2 separate regions of the Drosophila melanogaster genome follow, and region 1 is linked to region 2. A link is a contact called in public ChIA-PET data. All regions are on one chromosome and are shown on one strand. The core of a region is the stretch at or near the end of the contact, and the rest is flanking DNA. Distances in the headings are between cores, read along the strand shown.

The links. ChIA-PET counts read pairs in DNA pulled down with a chosen protein or histone mark.
Region 1: a contact with region 2 is called in an RNA polymerase II ChIA-PET map of the Kc167 cell line, with 8 times the contacts expected there. The contact joins two enhancer-like sites.

What each region holds. Positions count from the first base shown.
Region 1 is chr2L:20,203,481-20,207,188 of dm6, forward strand. No RefSeq gene overlaps it. Among named protein-coding and RNA genes, the nearest start is that of lncRNA:CR40341, 43 kb to the right of the region's middle. Within about 2 kb of position 1,506, at least 28 of the 39 cell types and tissues checked have an H3K27ac peak or open chromatin away from gene starts, as enhancers often do. A contact at or near this core is called in the Kc167 cell line, where this site is marked.
Region 2 is chr2L:20,146,541-20,150,208 of dm6, forward strand. No RefSeq gene overlaps it. Among named protein-coding and RNA genes, the nearest start is that of CG10651, 13 kb to the left of the region's middle. Within about 2 kb of position 2,016, at least 36 of the 39 cell types and tissues checked have an H3K27ac peak or open chromatin away from gene starts, as enhancers often do. A contact at or near this core is called in the Kc167 cell line, where this site is marked.

The DNA of each region.
Region 1 (3,708 bases), core at 256-2,755, 56 kb after region 2:
AACTTCAGTTTCACTTCATATTTTATTCACACTACCCCAGTTATCCAGAATGGACTTCATCATTTTGTTGTTTGATTTCCATCTAGTCGGGCATGCACTTTTCAAAGTTGTTTCTAAACTATGCTGCAAATACTTTACGATTTTTTTGCATGCTTTAAAAATTTTTTTTGATTTTTTTTTCATTGGCCTCGTCAAAAGATTTTTACTTACGATACTTTACGATTTTTTTGCATGCTTTAAAAATTTTTTTTGATTTTTTTTTCATTGGCCTCGTCAAAAGATTTTTCCAAAAATTTGACAACAGCTGACTGCTACAATTCAAACGGCTTGTGCCTTTTTTATATTTGCTCCCCTGTCAGTCACAAACTTAACATTGTCAATGTTCTCAACATTAAATTCCGAAAATAAACCTTTAATTTTCATTAAAATGTTTTTGGCAGTCGATTTTTGAAAATTAATTGATTTTAGTCCCAAAATCATGTCACAAAGTTTAAATTCTTTTCCGTAATGAAAAGTGATGGCCAAAAAGTTTCTTTGGACATGCTCGTCAGTCCACATGTTGACGGTCGCACTTGCTCCTCCGCTATCCACAGCTGTTTTTATCCCGGACGAGATTAGACTCCTCTTCTCTTCTGCATCCGATTTGGCCTTCCGACTTAATGTTGTTGGATCAGGTAGTAAGTCATCGACGTCTATCTGGTCCCCATAAACTGCGCCGATTTTTAGGAAAAACTTTACCAAATTTTTAAATCCTGCCCCGGTTACTGCAGAAAACGGACGACAATCTTCGTGCATTTTTCAATAGCTTCTTTTCTTATTTATTTCTTGTCGCTTTCTGAGACAATTTTTAATTCCGTTGGTCGTCTTAATATATGACAACATTTATGGCGGGATAAATTGGAGGTGTTTTTGTGTAAAAATTTGAGCACTTTCTGGCATTGGCTGCAGAACACCCATCCGTCTAGAACAGTTTCATCGTCCTGCTAGGTCACATAAAGTGCTACAAATAACACTTTTTCCTTTATGTTTATTGGCAACGGAGTAAGTTCCATTGTTAATTTTATTTTTAACGAAATCGGCCGTTTCTGCCATTATTTTGACCTTTTCCTTTTGCTTCCAAATCATACTGAATCCTAACACGCTAGTAAGTGCATAGTAAAAAACAAAAAAGGCCCAATCAACAGCCGAGACACTCGACCAAAGACACAAGAACTCAACAATCATTGGCTTATTTATTTTTCACATATCGCAAGCTGAATACTCTAAAGACAAATATTCTTATATAAAGTCATTTTTGAAATTTATTACGTGACATTATTTCTAAGCTATATTTAAATAATAATAACGTTAGAGCAATGCAAAACAAGAATTATTTACATGGTGCGAATTGATCAAAAATAATATACATAGATTTAAAGTGTAAGAACTTCTAAGATGAAGAGCATATTTTGTGAAATTTACACTGCATGAGCTCTCTCCGCTCTCTCGCTCTTGAACAAAAGTTCGAGAATGCCTGGGGCGACCTCTAGAGCCACGCCGAAAGAAACGCAAATAAAACGTATGGGAGTTACGGATCTTGTCTTTGACTCGAGTATCTACGATACCACCCGAGTATTTTTGCAAACACCCATGTGTTTAACGGTAAAGCCATAAGTGTTTTTGTTACTCATCTCTTTTAAGGCATTTGGCTTCTTCTGACTGTTTGCCTTCTCTATTCTTCGTTACGAGTAGCGAGTATGATCGGCGCCCGCGACGTAGAGTACCGTATTGATTCGGGTGCTCGCACAACGGGGTGCTTGTCTGCATGTGCAGATTTATACTGTGCGTTTGTAATAGAGATCGGCACCGGTGCCTGAGTTGAGCACTACAAGTATACTGGCATAATAACACATGTGCGACGGAATAAGACACACTCAAAAATGTACTCTGTCTCTTTCACGCGAGGAATTTTGGCACATTCCTTTCGTTTTCGTTTCGTCTGGAATGTCTTAAGCGGGATTATTACAGATGATGGATCAATTTTAAATGACTTGGTTCATTTTCATGTCGAAAAATCCTAAAATATGTTGACAATCAAACTTCAAATTTAGCCAGGCACAAATGTTGTCAATCTGTTAAGCAACCAACTGCCCTGCGGATTGTGTCTACTCCAGACAAAAAGGAGGCGTTGAATGCGGTTTCGAAGTGGACTGTTGGGGCCTGCCCCCCGTTTTCGGCTGTGACTGGATCCGGATTTAAGTCAATGGTCAAATTTTTTATAAAAATTGGTTCTACCTATGGAGAACTAGTGGACATCGACGAGCTGATTCCAAACCCTACAAGTATCGCTTGAAAATGCCAAAAAGAAGCTGAAGAGAAAAAGCCAGATCTTGGCACTGAGTTGAAGGAAGTTGTAAGTCGAGGGGGAGCATCACTGACTATGGATTTATGGACCGACAATTATATAAAAGTAACGATTATATGGAGTAACGATGCATTTCGAAAAGGATTTTCAAATGGTAAGCCTAATCTTGGGTCTTAAATCAATGGATTTCCAAAGATCAACTGCAGCAAATGTACGCAAGAAGCTAAAGTCCCTTCTGAACGAGTTCGATATAAAAAAAATGGAAAACATTAAATTTGTAGCAGACAGGGGTACTAATATAATTAAATCATTAGCAGCAGCCATTTATTTGCTAATGTTAGCAAGTGTTAGCTAGTTTTTTTATTTATTACTTAAAATCTGTCCTATTGGACAATAATTAAATTTTATGGGGGGGAAACATTAACGTAAGGGGAGTACTTGGAATGTACTTGGGTAGGGGTTAAGTATAATTATTAGTGTTGAGTAAGGTCAAGCGGGTGCGTTTTCTGCAGGCGTCTTAGGGATTGGCTATTATCCAGAATGTTGATGGCCAGGTGGTTGGGGTGGTTCTCCAGTCTGCTAGCATATCTCACACTGTGTCTGTAGATCTCGTCATCTACCCATGGAATTCCGAGCTCCTCGTGGATGGCGGAATTTCGTGGTAGGGATGGGCGTTGGAGACTATAGTCTTCTCTCGCAGTTTGGACTTTTTTCCGATGAGCCAGTGAAGTTGCTTAAGGCGTATGTTGGCCTGGATACGCTTCCTGTTGATGTGAGGGCCCCAAGTCAGCCTTCTGTCCAGGGTTAGCCCTAAGTAATTGGGGGTGCTGGTGGTAGGGATGGTGTCGCCGTCGAGTGTGACCGGGAGGCATTCTCCTCTGCGCAGAGAGAAGGTTGTGTGTGAGGATTTTTCAGCGTTGACCACGATGTTTCAGCGTTTCAGCCATGGATCCAGTTGCCTCTGGATGATGGCTGATGCTCGTTGAGGGTTTGTTGCAGTGGCAAGGAACGCCGTGTCATCTTCATAGGTCGCTGCTGTGGGGTAACGGGAGGGTATGCTAGGAAGGTCTGTTGAAAACAGGGTGTAGAGGATGGGACCGAGGACGCTGCCTTGAGGTTCTCCGGCTCGTATGGGCCTTGTCGTGCTGGTTGAGGAACCGCATCGCACTTGGAACTCTCTTCCTTCAGTATACGATTTGAGTATGGCATAGTGGGAACTGGGAAGGTTGGATTTGAGTTTGTAGAGGAGTCCACACTCTGTCGAACGCCTGCTTGTCATCCAGGAAGACGGCCGAACAGTATATCGGTCTATATGAGGCAAGATTGGCTTCAGGTTTTCCAGGTTTGAGGATGAGAATGACTTC
Region 2 (3,668 bases), core at 766-3,265:
TCTGTGCCTCACTGGCGCTTTGAAGACCCCGCTTAGTGGGGTTGACCAGGTGCAGGAGGGGCTGAGACGAAGGGAAAGTCCCCCACCTCCTTTCCAGTGCCTTCCACGACTTGTCTGTCGCTAGCTTCCTGTCTGCTCCATTGTGCCGGTGAGACGTCTGCACCCCCCCCCCCCAACGCCCTTTGGTGGAAGGTTAGGGTGGATGGAGGTCCTTTGCGAAAAGGAAGAGTGCATAAAATATTAATCATTAAGCGCGCGGCGGTAATGAAAATACATACTAAAACATAATGCATACATTTTGGCCTAATAATGTTGAGGGATGGCGGTGGCCCTGCCATAATGATGGATATTATACCGCCTGCTGGTTGTTGGTTTATGGTGATTGGAGGGCAATCAACGAAAGTCAGGTGGCCGCAGTGACCTTGAGCTTCGAGTGCCACTTCCCATTTGGATATCAACTAATTATGATGAATAGGAAGTCGACAAATGTCATTTATTTGATTTTCTGACATTAATATACTTGCTAGGAAAAAGGACACGCGGAACACACCTATAAATCCAATAAATCGAATTGTTCAACCCTCTTAATTTGGGTATTGCTCTATGAAAGAGTACATATAGCTCCACTCCTTATAACAGTTTCTCAGTAAATTGAGAATACTTAAGACAGCCAATCTTTAAATTTAAGGTAAAAGAACTCATTATTTCGCATATAAAAATAGCAAGTCCCCCTGAGATAAATCCCAAAGTTACACCGAATGGCTACCCCACCTCTAGAATTGAGGGGATTTGTTGTACGTCATTGGCATGATAAAAATACGCCAGACAGCAGACAACCGACAACAGAATTGACTAGAAATTTATTTAAAGTCTTGGGCTTTGAGGCGTGTTATCCCTGTCAGATGTCGTTACCAGCGAAATTACAGCAACAACAAGGTAATTGAAGGAGGCACTGTGATGTGGTAAGGAAAAAACAGCAAAGTGTGTGCTGTTGCCAGTTGCCTAAACGTCCTCAGTAATTGACACTTATTGGATAGACCACCGCCATTAATCAAATCAGCGAGAAAAATTTCGAAGGATTCTCATTAGCCAGCGCGGAACATTGGGCCAAGAACATTGGCCAATTATTGGATTTTAAGGACGCCACCGAAGAGGCTCCATCATAGAACTTAGACTCTGTGGCACCACTCTCTTGGCCCGACCTTGAACTTTGTGTCGCCATTGCGTCGCCCATAAGCGTCAACAGCAAGAACATCAACAACTAGCTGGAACTTTCCACCGTAGCCAGTTTCACTTTTCGCGTTACCAGTTTTTATTCGCAACTTTTACTACTTCCTTCGCCGTTTTTACCCACTTGTTTACGCAGTTTATGTGTTTTCTTCTTTTAAATTTTATTTCGATTCAAATTAAAGTGTGCTGGCTGCACTCGATGCTGCAACTGCAGTTGAAACTTTTACTCTCTCTGGAATTTCCCCATGTTTTATTTGCGTGTATTTTTCTGTTTTGCTCATGTTGATTTTCATCGTGCCCCTGGGCTAAAGTTTTGGACAATTTTATTTCAACTCTGTGGTCTTTGTCATTTATTGGTGGCGGTTGTCTAAACTTGTAATGCCCTATAAGAAATGCACATGTGTGACTATATATGAGGAGAATCAGATAAGAAATTAATAATTATTAAAATCAATAATATGTAAGATGAAGGACACATTTAGGTTTGTGACACGTACCGCGCACATTAAAATATAATGATGAAACATGAGGAGGGAAAAGTTGAATTAAGCGACGAATAATGAATTAAATATGAATATAAATAACATATGATATACATATAAATATGAAATTAGGAATAGAACTAACTGAAGAATATGAATGAGAAAGAGATAAGATGAAATAATACAAAGGATGCGATTTAAATTTAAATATTTAAGCGCGTGCGCCAACATGCACGGTCGGAGGGTCACACTCGACCAAGCTGGCTGGCCACACTAATACAGGCAAATGCCACACAGGAGACGGGCACACTAATCCCAGTCGGGGCCTATATAAAGCGCGCGTCTGCCGTGCATTAGCCAGTCGGTATTTAGTAGTCAGCAGCGAAGTCATATGGACTAAATAAATCAGATGGTGCCTTTAATTTCCTGAAATCCGAGTCTATTGAGTAGTTTTTCTCATGTATAAAATGCTCTGATGGAGCTGTTAATTGCTCGGTTTCTTTTAAAATTACCGATCTGCATTTATCGCAACTGGATCCCTTAGCAATATATCCAACAAAATATCTACTGGAAGTTAATTCAATGGGTACATCATTGCACAAAAAGTTATCTATATTTTGGTCAAAGTACCTCTCATTGTCTTGCACGAATTTGGAAAATGATACAGAGTATTCTTGTTGCTGCATTTCTTTTTTTTTTCAACGAAAGGCTGATATATTATCGAATCGAACTTTATTGGCCACATAACATCATCATCTGACTCGCAATTCGACTTTTGTGAAAATTTAAAAATGTGTAGAGATATGAGCTTGGCAATTATTATATTAAATTCGTTAACTGAAGGATTTCTGCAAGTACCACCTTTTGCTCGAACGCACGCAAATATATTTTCAGGAGGATTAACCAGGGATTAACTCTACTAGTTAAAAAGAAAAAGTCTGTGTGATCCTTAAAGAGATCTTCTTTATCAGATGCATTCATTTCTTTAATAGATTCTTTAAGGGCTGAGTACAAACATTCGTTGTCTCCTGGCTGTAATTTTGTGATGCTGTTCCACTTTTGCAAAGATGATGGACTTGGAAAATTTAATTTCAGCGAGTCTCTTAAGAATATGTCGAAGTGGACCTGTAATATATGCTCTGAGCAAACAATTTTTCGCAATCATTCCATCCTGTATTTGTGCCCTTTTTTTCCTTAAGAAGCATTTTCATTTCCCGTTAAATTAATTTTATCTATTTCAGAATATATGTTTTTTTCGGTCTTGGATTCCAACCTAACTAATTTTCTTTTTAGATTTGAGTTTTCTTTCCTCAGCATTTTAATTCTAATTTGTCTCTCATCTGACAATTTTTTAAAACGGAAATATTTTTTTTGAAACACTTTTAATGTTTTCGGGTTTTTATGGCACTGCCGACAAACTTCAACAGGGGACTGTGAGCGGTGTCTTTTTCGTGGAGGTGATCTTACAGCATTTAAATTAATATCGGCATTATTGCAACTTTTATATTTTATAAGATTGCGATCTGGAATTGCCCCTTTCTTCAAATATTTAACCCCAATATCAACTGGGGAGAAATGATCTTGGCATAAAAACAGTGATAAAGTGCTCGCCACAAAATCTTCTGTAAATTGGCATTTTTCCCCCCATCTTATTAGCATTGTTGGATCCCTTTCAGGAAATCTAAACAATTTAAGAGCGGGGAAATCGCGCCTAGATTTCCGACAGTTGGATAAGCTGCACTTGTTCCCACTTATGTATCTTCTTTTTTCTTGGCCATATCCATTAGGTTATTCATTCAACTCAAACCTTTGTCGAAAAGCATCAGCGCGTTGTATTAGCGCGTCAAATTACGAAAATACGTAAACGTTTTCCGTATTTTACTTTTGCACCAAACCTTTTTTTTTTTAACGATCTATTTATTAATTTAAAATCTGTCCATGTGGACAATAATTAAA